Regions from separate parts of the Callithrix jacchus genome. Here region 2 is linked to region 1. Evidence: chromatin contacts called from public Hi-C data. All regions are on one chromosome and are shown on one strand. The core of a region is the stretch at or near the end of the contact, and the rest is flanking DNA. Distances in the headings are between cores, read along the strand shown.

The links. Hi-C and Micro-C count contacts between places; a contact is called where the count stands out from the background.
Region 2: a Hi-C map of skeletal muscle shows a contact between it and region 1, with 4 times the contacts expected there. The contact joins the promoter of LOC118151379 here to the promoter of IER5L in region 1. A contact is called at or near these places in 2 of 3 Hi-C or Micro-C datasets (induced pluripotent stem cells and skeletal muscle).

Annotation. Positions count from the first base shown.
Region 1 is chr1:177,747,935-177,753,420 of calJac240_pri, reverse strand. IER5L (immediate early response 5 like) reads left to right here and starts at 3,001. Exons shown (of 1, transcript XM_035260037.3): 1 at 3,001-5,486. The coding sequence starts at 3,214. The coding sequence ends at 4,434.
Region 2 is chr1:178,076,039-178,081,524 of calJac240_pri, reverse strand. It overlaps LOC118151379, which reads right to left and starts at 2,856. Exons shown (of 5, transcript XM_078346196.1): 1 at 2,790-2,856; 2 at 1,557-1,950; 3 at 1,516-1,555; 4 at 1,328-1,514. The coding sequence starts at 2,856.

The DNA.
Region 1 (5,486 bases), core at 1,752-4,251:
GACACGTGTGCACATAGATACACACACGCGCACACTCGCTGCCCTGAACCATCACAGTCCCCTGCCCTGAACCTTCATGTATCCCAACAGAAGGCTAGTGCGCAAACCACCCATTCTCTAAACATCTGTGAACTCCTACTGTGTGCCCCTCAGGGCACACCACTCCCTGGGTCACCAAAGAGTTCAGCTGTCCCACTGCCTCCTTCAGCAAGGTTTTTCTGACGACAGCTGTGGCGCCTTCCCTTCCCAGGCCACCTCAAAAAAGATCAAGGGTTTTTATGAAGCTGCACAACTGCTGAGCCCTCCCCACGAGCCCACTTCTCAGTTCTTGAGAAATAGGAGAGATGGAGTGTGGGCTCCCAACAGCCCCAGAGGATGGGGCCACCCAGAAGAGGCTAAGCACTTCTCAGCTGGCCCCAGGGAATGAAAGGAACTTCAAAGAGCTCAAAACTCACCTTGTGGGGGACTAGGAGGTGCCACGACGAGCTGCCCACGTGTGGGGCCTGGTCCCTCTGCCCTACCCTGTAGCTGGAAGTCCACCTCCATCCCTGCCTGTCCATCTCCATCTGGGTACCCAGAACCGTGTTCTGGGGTGCAGCGCTGAATGAGGGGCTGGGGCTAGGGCCGACATTTACTTCCTTGTGGGCCCTGGTCCCAGAGCACTTGGGAGGAAAGTGGTGGAGGTCGATCAAAGCAAGGTCACTTTCATCCTGAGCTGGACCTGAGAACTGGCCTCGGCACCATTGACATTGGATGCTGATTTGGAGGAACCTCTGGCGAACTCCCACCCTGGAAACAGACGGGCCTGGGCTCAGATCCTGACTCCACCCCTTCTTGGTGTGTGACCTCAGGCAAGGTACGTAAACTCTTATTTTCCCCCGATAAACACTGGGCCACTATAGAAAGAAGGCCCGAAATCAGGGTCGATGTTTTCTGAAGCTGTGGGCTTGCAACGTGCCAGAACTGTGGATTGCCCAGCCACTGTTGCATGCAGAGTCCCCACCACTGCAGAGCCAGTAGGAGCTCTCAGTTCCTTCTGCGTGCTAGTGACGTCTCAAAGGCGAACTTCAAACATGAAAAAATGAAGTCTTTGAGTGCCTTGAAGACAGACACCAGGGAAGTGAGGGACAGTGTATTTATCTACTTCTACGTGTTATCACCTGAGCAAGTTCCAAAGCTTTGGAGGTCTCTATCACCAATAAAATGTAGGAAGGACATCCTTTCTCCGAAGTCTCCTGAAATTTCAAACCCAGCTTCTCTGGAAGGAGGCCTGGAGAGGTGCTATGGGTCACAGGGACTCAAACCAGTTTGAGATTATATGAAGGGGCCCCAGAAGAGACAAAGCACCAGGTCTAGGGCCATGTGATCCTAGGCAAATCTCACACTGTCAGCGTCTGAGTTTCCTCATCGCAAAAATAAGGTAAACAACCGCTAACTCTGTTCTCACGCTCAACGCCTGGCATGGAGAAGATGCTAAGAAACTGTTTGCGGAAACAATTCTTAAGACTGAAGAAAGACCCAGAGACCACAGGGTGGCTGTGGGCCTCTCCACTCCCATCAAAGGATGAAGTAGGTGCTGAGAACTCAGAAGGAAGCCTCAAAACGCAGAGACTCAGAAGACCCCCTGAGGAGGAGGTGGAACAGCAGAACGGCTGCTCACGGGCCTCCCCTGAGCCCAACCCCACAAGGTCCACCTATGTCTGGGAGACTCTGCAGACCCTGTTCATCCTTCAAGGTTCTACTCATGGACCCTCCTCAGGCAAACCTCCAGACCACTTCCAAGAGCCTCTGGAGCTGTCTGGGCAGCCTCCACCCTAGGCAACTTTGAAACCTCCTGGAAGCAGCAATCAGCATCCTTCATGCTTCTCGGTCCAGATAGAGCACCCAGGAATCAGCAACCCTGTCTCTCCCATTGCCTCAGCCCCCACCTGCGAGAAGGTGACCCCTGAATGGTTCGGGATAAGAAGGAAAACTGTCAACAAAAGTTGAGTCGGTGAGTTCAAAGGCCTTGGTTTTCACCTCCTATCTGGAGCGCAGGGTCCTGTCCCAGATCCTAGCTCTGCCCGCTAGGAAGTGTGGTTCCCCATGTCCCTCCAGCCTCAGGCCCCTCCTCTGCAAACGTTGGAGTCAAGATTTCGGGAATTGCCGGGAAGGGCCTGCCCCATACTAGGCCCATAATAATAGTCCCTATTGTCATTATTATTAGTTAGGCACGAAAGGAAAGGTTACTGAGCCAGTGATTAGGAAACTCAGAGTCGGCTCTTAAGACGCCTTTGGGCCTCAGTTGGTCGCGAGGTCCAAACACTTCCTGGCCTCGAAACTCTCTCCATCAGAGAAGGTCAAAATTCATGATGTTTTGGGTTTTCCAGTCAGACAAACGGGGAGGACCTCCCTCCCGCAAGCATTCCCAGAGGCCACTCGGCATTCCCTGCGGTGAAAGGTACCCCCAAAACCTCGCTCCTTTGATGCCCCCCAGTGTCAAGCCGGCGGCCCCACCAGCCTCCTGTAGCGAGGCCTTGGCTCCCGCGGGTCACCAGGGGGCCGACAGGTGAGCAGGTGGAGGCGCCGCGCGGCCCAGAGCGGGAGCTGCGCGCACCTGCCGCAGGTGAGGCCCAGCCGTGCGGAAGGGGGAGGAGCCGTGGCCGCAGCACTCAGGTGAGCCGACCCCCGACTCCCGGGACCTGAGGCGAGGGCAGCCGCGGGCTCCAACGTAGCCGCTGCCAGGCGACCTATGCTGCAGACTGCAGCCCCAGCGGCTCTGAGTCCCGCGCGGCGCGGCGGCCCCAGGAGAACATTCGAGGCAGCGGCGGCGTTGGAGGCCCGGGGTCCGTTCGGTATTTGAATAGCACAAAGGAACCGCCTTGGTCTGATTGGCCAGCCGAGTAGCCCCGGGGCGGGCAGCGCCTGTCACTCGGGAGCCTCTCGGCGCTCCTATTGGCTCAACGCAGGTGGGGCGGGGCCCGGGCACCCGGCTAAATAGCCGGGGCCGGGGCCGGCCGAGGCTCATTGCTTTGGCGCCGTCTGGGGAGCGCGAGCCTGCGGGTGGCGCGCAGCGCATGGTGGCGGCTCCTCTCGGAGCGCAGCCGACCCGCTGACCCAGGCTCCTTTCCCTCTGCCCGGCGCGCCCCGGCGGCCGGCTGGAAGCAGAAACAGCAGCAGCGTTAGCAGCAGCAGCAGCGGCGGCGGCTGTTCCGCCGCCGTCTCCGCGGGAGCATGGAGTGCGCCCTGGACGCCCAGAGCCTGATCAGCATTTCTCTGCGCAAGATCCACAGCTCCCGAACCCAGCGCGGCGGCATCAAGCTGCACAAGAACCTCCTGGTGTCCTACGTGCTCCGCAACGCGCGCCAGCTCTACCTTAGCGAGCGCTACGCCGAGCTCTACCGGCGCCAGCAGCAGCAGCAACAGCAGCAGCCGCCCCACCACCAGCACCAGCACCTCGCGTACGCGGCGCCGGGCATGCCGGCCAGCGCGGCCGACTTCGGCCCGCTCCAACTTGGAGGCGGCGGGGACGCGGAGGCGCGCGAGCCGGCCGCCCGGCACCAGCTGCACCAGCTCCACCAGCTCCACCAGCTGCACCTCCAGCAGCAGCTGCACCAACACCAGCACCCGGCGCCCAGGGGCTGCGCGGCGGCGGCCGGGGCGCCCGCGGGCGGCGCGGGGGCGCTCTCGGAGCTGCCCGGGTGCGCCGCGCTCCAGCCGCCGCACGGCGCGCCCCACCGCGGGCAGCCCTTGGAGCCTCTGCAGCCGGGTCCTGCGCCGCTGCCGCTGCCGCTGCCGCTGCCGCCCGCACCCGCTGCGCTCTGCCCGCGGGACCCTCGCGCCCCGGCCGCCTGTTCCGCGCCCTCCGCGCCCCCAGGGGCTGCCCCTCCGGCCGCCACCGCTTCTCCGCCAGCCTCCCCGGCCCCCGCCTCCTCCCCCGGCTTCTACCGGGGCGCATACCCGGCCCCCTCGGACTTCGGCGTGCACTGCAGCAGCCAGACCACCGTGCTGGACCTGGACACTCACGTGGTGACCACAGTGGAGAACGGCTACTTGCACCAGGACTGCTGCGCCTCCGCCCACTGCCCCTGTTGTGGCCAGGGCGCTCCGGGACCTGGCTTGGCGTCCGCCGCCGGCTGCAAGCGCAAGTATTACCCTGGCCAGGAGGAGGAAGACGACGACGAGGAGGACGCGGGCGAGCTGGGGGCCGAGCCCCCCGGGGGCGCCCCGTTCGCCCCCTGCAAGCGCGCCCGCTTCGAGGACTTCTGCCCGGACTCGTCCCCGGACGCGTCCAACATCTCAAACTTGATCTCCATCTTTGGTTCGGGCTTCTCGGGGCTGGTGAGCCGGCAGCCGGACTCCTCGGAGCAGCCGCCGCCGCTCAACGGGCAGCTGTGCGCCAAGCAGGCGCTCGCCAGCCTCGGCGCCTGGACTCGAGCCATTGTCGCCTTCTAGGGACCCCCGAGGGCACAGGGACCCGGGGCCCCGCGGGGCTGGGGCCAGACAAAGACTCGGCCAAGGGGCGAGAGGAGGGAACGAGCGGGCGCCGGGCCACTCGGGGCTGAGCTGGGACGAGCTGGGGGAGGCGGCTGATGTTTTATAAATTGTAAAATAAAAAAAAGAAATCTAAAATCTTGGACTTTATTTTTGCAGAGAGAAAAAGCGCCTATTTAAGTATGCTTTGTGTTTCTCCTACTCTTTTTTTCTTTTTATTGTAGTGATTGCAGTGGTGTTTAGCGAGGAGCCTGCCACGTGAGAGAGGGCTGCTGCCCGGAGGAGGTGCCGGGCAGCCGGGGGCGAGGCAGGGCGCTGGGGGCGCAGCGCAGGAGGGCGCAGGACCTGAGACCCCGATTCCAATCAGTTGTCAGACCCCGGAAGCCCGACGTTACGCTCTCCCGAGCCCCTCCGAGGGGTGAGGAATGGGTCTTGTGAAATCCTGAGCAAAAACAAAGGCAAACTCTATCTCCGAAAGGGACGTTTGGGTCACATTTCCTCTCTGGGGGCGGACTCCAAAGTTCTCAAAATGAGAAGGCAGAAATGAAAACACTTCAACTTTTTTTTCTTTTCTTCCCGGGGCGGGTGTCTTGAACCCCTCTTCTCCCCGCCCCTCTGGCTCCGTTCTCCTCCCCTCCTCCATCCGTCTCCCGGACTCGGGGGTGGCGCCTGACACCCCGACACTCTCGGACACTGTTTGGGAAAAGGGTGGGGGGCGGGCACGGCGGACTACATTTCCCATCATGCCGAGCACTGCGGTCCTCACTAAACAAAAAAGGAAGTCGATTCCTTCACCTGGATCCCTGGCGGCCCCGGGGGAGGGAGGGGCCGGGACCGCCGACTGCGTTGGAGACTTTGCACTAAGTTCCTGGTCAGCTGTGGTGTTTGTGTGTGTGCTTCTCTCTAAGTTGCACTGCCCTGGTTCAGCCTTCGGTTGCATTTCATGAAACCAGTATTGTTCGAGCCTGTGAGAACCCTGTCCTGTGTCTTCAGCTCGGTAGATTTGTTTAAAA
Region 2 (5,486 bases), core at 1,607-4,106, 330 kb before region 1:
CGCTGTGGCTCACACCTGTAATCCCAGCACTTTAGGAGGCTGAGGCAGGCAAATCACGAGGTCAGGAGTTCGAGACCAGCCTGGCCAACATGGTGAAACCCTGTCTCTACTAAAAATACAAAAGTTAGCTGGGCATGGTGGTGCGTGCCTGTAATCCCAGCTACTCGGGAGGTGGAGGCAGAGGTTGCAGTGAGCCAAGATCGCGCCACTGAACTCCAGTCTGGCAATAGACTAAGACTCCATCTCGTGGGGGTGGGGGGGAGTTCTGGAAGAAACTCTGGGACTTGCATATGGGTCCATGCGTTTATACCCCTGAGCATGAGAACCCCCTGCTCCCCAGCCCGGCACCCCTCCTTGCCCTCCTCTGTCTCCCTGCCTTTGTTTACTCGCCTGTGCTCCCTGTGGACTCTGCTAGACCCTAAGCCTGTGAGGGCAGCGGCTGTCTTCCTGCTTCCTGCACACAAGCATGTGACTCCAGCACAGGCAGGAGGGAGGCAGATGGAAACACAGGCGCAGCCCTTGGCTGTTTCACCCTGTGCCCAGTCCCTTCCCTCCTGGGGTCTCTGTTTCTCATCTCTGCATATGGGTAAAGTGCCCCATCCTTAAGTCCGGGGTCCCGTGAGCCGCTGGGTTCCTGCTGGGGCATGGGAAGGGCCCTAAAACCTGAAGGGAAGGGAGGACGAGGGCAGTTAGCTCAGCTGCTCTCCCTCCATCCCGGGTCCTGCCGCCTGCCCTGTCTTCTGATTCTGGTCACCCTGGGGAGGGGCTCACCACCCTGCTCAGCAAGTTCTCTCCACAGGCTGGGCAGCCAGGGAGTGCTCTGCTGGACTGAAGGAGCCCACGTGAGCCCAGGCCACCCTTGGAAGCTCCCCCTAAAGAGAGGGAACAGGGCCGGGCGCGGTGGCTCAAGCCTGTAATCCCAGCACTTTGGGAGGCCGAGGCAGGTGGATCACGAGGTCAACAGATCGAGACCATCCTGGTCAACATGGTGAAACCCCGTCTCTACTAAAAATTACAAAAAAATTAGCTGGACATGGTGGCGCGTGCCTGTAATCCCAGCTACTCAGGAGGCCGAGGCAGGAGAATTGCCTGAACCCAGGGGGCGGAGGTTGCAGTGAGCCGAGATCGCGCCATTGCACTCCAACCTGGGTAACAAGAGAGAAACTCCGTCTCAAAAAAAAAAAAAAAAAGAGAGGGAACAGACAACCGCAGTAGCTTGTCAGGAACCCCCACCAAATGCCCCACACGCAGGGCTCCGCACTAAGTGTCTCAGGGACCTGATTTGCAGGAAGGGCACCGGGATGCTCACTGGGGGTAGAACACTCACCTGGGGAGGAACTGTCCCTGCCAAGGCTTGGGTTACCCACAAACTCAGCCCACAGAAGTCTGCTGGCTGTGCTAACAATATCTACCATGCTGAGATTCTGCAAGGTGCTTTTAGTGTTAGCCCATTTTGCAGAGGAGAAAGTTGATGCTCTGGACATACGTGAGCTTAAGCCTTTGGCCCAGTTCAAAGTCACCAAATATTTCAGAGGCCAGGGCCTGGGGTGGGGGTGGGGCACCCCAAGCCCAGGTGAGGGTGATGTGAGCGTGAAGCCTGGTCCTGGAGGGGCAATAGAGGGAGTGAGGGTGGCTCCTGCCAGAAGCTGGGGAGGGGTGTTTGAGACCTTGAAGGAGGTGGGACTGTGACAGTGGTGACCGTGGGAGGGGTCCGGGTCCAGGCAGTAGCTGGGAGAGACTTGGTGCAGGGCCCTAAACCGAAATGGAGGAAAATGGAGATGGAGGGGTCCCTGTCCTCACGGAGGGGTAAAGGCCGAGGTTGGGGGCTGGACGAGCCTAGAGGAGGGCACCAGGGCAGCCCAGACACAAGCCATGTGGTCTGTGTGTGTTTACTGTGTGTCAGAACATGTGAGGTATGTGTTGAAAGGTCTGTGGGGGTCAGGGCATAAGTGTATCAGCATATGGAGTGTGTGTGTGTGCACATGCATGCTGGAGCATGCACCTTTGTGCCTGTGATCTGTGTCATGCAGTGTGTCTGTGGCTGTGTGGGATGTGGTCCCTGTGATGTGGGGAGTGTGTGCTGGTGTGTGTGTGTGTGTTGTGGGGTGGTGCTAACTGGGACACTCTCCAGGGGAAGAGCCTGTCGGGGATGGAGGCGGAGGAGTTAACCAGGAAACTGGGAGAGGGAACAGCACGTGCAAAGCCTGAAGGCCTGGAGAGGCAGCCTGGAGCACCGGAGGGCTTGAAAGCTTCCAGTGAGGCTGGGGCAGGGAGGGAGAGGCAGTGTGTGGGAGGGACAGGGCAGGCCTTCCTCTACCAGTGTGAGCTCCTTAGCTTGAGGGTGTGTATGGCCTGGAAGGGTAGAGGGGCTGGGAGGAGGTGGAGCCACCACTGACCAGGTGGAGGGGTGGAGGGCAGGCCTGGACAGGGGCAGGTGCTGGGTGGAGGTCAGGGAGTGACAGCCAGAGCTTTCAACTAAGCCTCTGGGAGGCCACAGGGCCTGGGATCCCAACCCAGTACCCAGACGGTTTTAAGTTTCCCCTCAGTAAATCTGGGCTCAGGACATTCCTGGGGCACTTGCTCAGTGTGACTGGGCACAGGCTGGGCAGGCATTTCCGGCATGAACACATTTTCCCAGGCCTACTGGCTGCAGGAGCCAGAAGCAGGAGCCAGGATTTGCACCCAGGTGGCCTGACTTCAAGAGGGCCCTCTCACCTGACTTCAGTAGTGACACCAATAGTGACCTTAGTGCCTTCAACAGTGACCCAGTAGGGACAACAGTGACTCACCTGCCCCATGGGCTTCAAACTGCAGTGGCTGTGTTCTCCTTTGCCCTTGTGTTCTGGGGGACGCCATAGGTCCTCACACTGTCACTGCACCTTTCTAAAGATGAGAAAACTGTGGCCAGAAGTGGAGTGGCCTGACCTGGGCTCCAGCCTAGGGGTCCTGCTGTAGAGCTCCCCCCACCTCCTCAGATGAGGTAGGTACAGTTTTCTCAGCACAGGCCAGGAAGCTCTCTTAGGTAACACGTGCATGACAGAGTGGGACCCCGCAGAAAGGACTTGTAACTCCATACAAGGTGACTGTATGACCTTGGGTGATCCTTTTCCCATCTCTGGGCCTCGGTTTACCCAACTGTACAATTCACCCCCTAAGTCTAGGAAGATTCGCTGAGCTGAGTCTGCCAAGTGGCAGATGAGGAAGCCGAAGTTCACAGAGTTGAAGGCGCGTGCTCAGGTCAGGCGGCGGCACCGGGCGGCTCCGGCTTCGAAGCCGCATTCCGAGGACGTGCGGGCCCTAGGCCCCTAGCGGCGTTGTCCTGCCCCCAGGGGGCCGCGGCGCGGGGCGGTTCCAGGCCCTGCCAGCCTGACGTCAGGCCCGGGCCGCGGGGCCTCGCCCTGCACAAACAGAGCCGCGGGCCAGCGCCGGGGCCGGGGGCGGCGGTGACTCAGGGCCCCGAGACGGGCCGGGAAGCGGAAAGTTGTATGCAGATGACATCAGCCGATCGCGAGGGCGGGAGGAGGCCGGCTCCGGGAAACGGCGGCCTGGCGGGCGGCCCGGCCTGGGGCAGGGCGCGGAGGGGCCGCCGCGGGGGTCTGGGGGGGCGGGGACACTCGGGACGCCGAAAAGTGCGTCCCCTCCCTCCCCGGCCCCAGGCCCTAGGCCGCGGACCCCGGAGCCCGGCCAGGCTTTCGCCTGCGAAGAGCGGACTACACCCGCCTGCAAAGACGCAGCGCTCCCCCGCGCTCCGGAGGCAGCCGCATCCATCCTGCTGAGTCCCTGCATTTTAATTACCGCCGCATTAATATTCATGAGCCGGGACTCGAGGGGGACCGCGGGCTGTCATTTCCCTCGCCCGCCCTCCCCCCATCGCACCCCTCTTCCCGGGCTGAGTCGTGGGCTTTTTTTCCTCCCGTTCTCAACCCCTCCTGCACCAACCGTTGGTGCTCAGCAGATTTTGGGGCAAGGGGGTGTGAGTGTGAGCATGAGTGTGAGCGAGCGTGAGCGGGTGGGAGGGCGCTGGGTGGGGGCTGAAAGTGAGTCTGTGTCTGTGTCTGCGTGCCTGTGTGTACGTGTCTACGTGTGCCTGTGTGTCTGTCGGCAGTCCCAGGGGCTGTGTGCACATGTCTCTGATGTCTCTGTGGGGCTTGGAGAAGGGCCAAGTCTTGTCCAAGTTAGGAGGGCCTGGCTGCACAAATGGGTAAACTAAGGTCTGCAGTGAGGCTGGGCCTTGTCCAAAGCCACCCCATAGGTCAGTAGCACAGGGGAGTCCGGCGATTTGGCCTGCTCTGCTCCCCACTCTCCTGTGCTGTTGTTTATAACAATGGCAGGCCAAATGTGCTGAGCTGGCACCTCTCACATGGCCTCCCCAGCAAACCTGTGCAGCACGTGGTGCTATCAGTCCCCTGTGCATATGGGAAAATTGAGGCAACCGGTCCCACCATTGAGGGGTGGACTGGAGCCCAGAAATGTCTGAATCCAAAGACCGTGGCTTTACCAGCCCCACTGTGGTACCTCCTGGAGAACTGTGGGGTGTCTGCACTGGGGTGATCTGGGGTTCCTGGGTGCCAAGCATCAGAGGGGGTGTTTCCCTAGAAACACAGCTCACCTTCTGTTTCCCTCCCAAGTCAGAAAGGGCTGCCTTCCCGTGGCTCTCCCAATACCCTCTCTGTCCCCTCCCTATCCCTGAAGCCTGCCAGGAGCCACCCTGCACACCAGGCCTTGCTGCCTGGGCCTGAGATCAGTCAATCATTCATTCATTCATTCTTCATCCAACAAATGCTTCAGTGCCTTCCGTGTGCCAGTCACTGTGCTAGGCACTGGGATTCTCTGCTCTCCACTCTGGGCATCTCCACCTGGCCCAGGCGCCTCCAGGTCCTCAAGGGGCTGTTCACCTCTGTGTGTGAATGGTCACTAGGGGTAAGGGACTAGGGGCACCTGTGCACAAAGAACATCTCCCCCCTACCCCAGCCTTGCCGCAGAAGTCTGGGGTGAACACATTCAGTGACCAGAAAGGGGCTGCGATCACCTTAGGGCTGATGGGCGGTGGCCACACTAGGCAGCCTGAATCTTTGGTTCTCTCTCCTGGAACTTGTCTTCCTCTGGCCTCCAAGCCAAATAACCCCAAGGGCTGGTCAGCCTGCCTTGCCCTGGGTTGAGCCAAGGCCATCTTCTCTCTCACGTCCATCCTAGAATAGGCGGACTGTTCCCTCCTCTGCCCACGCAGGGCTGGGCGGAAACTCATGTCCCAGCCATGTCCCCGGAGCCTTTTCTCCCCTCCCTTTGGGAGCTCCACAGGAACACAGAAAAGAGGAGAGAGGTGCAGCCAGAGGACTCTGGAGAGGAAGTGATAATTTAATTGGGCTTCACGGGGTAAATAGGAGTTTGCTTAGGAGAGGCAGCCCAAGGAAGGGGGACCAGCTCAGAGGGGCACCCGCCTGCAGCCCCCATTCTATAACAGGAACCAGAGCAGGCCAAAGGCAAGA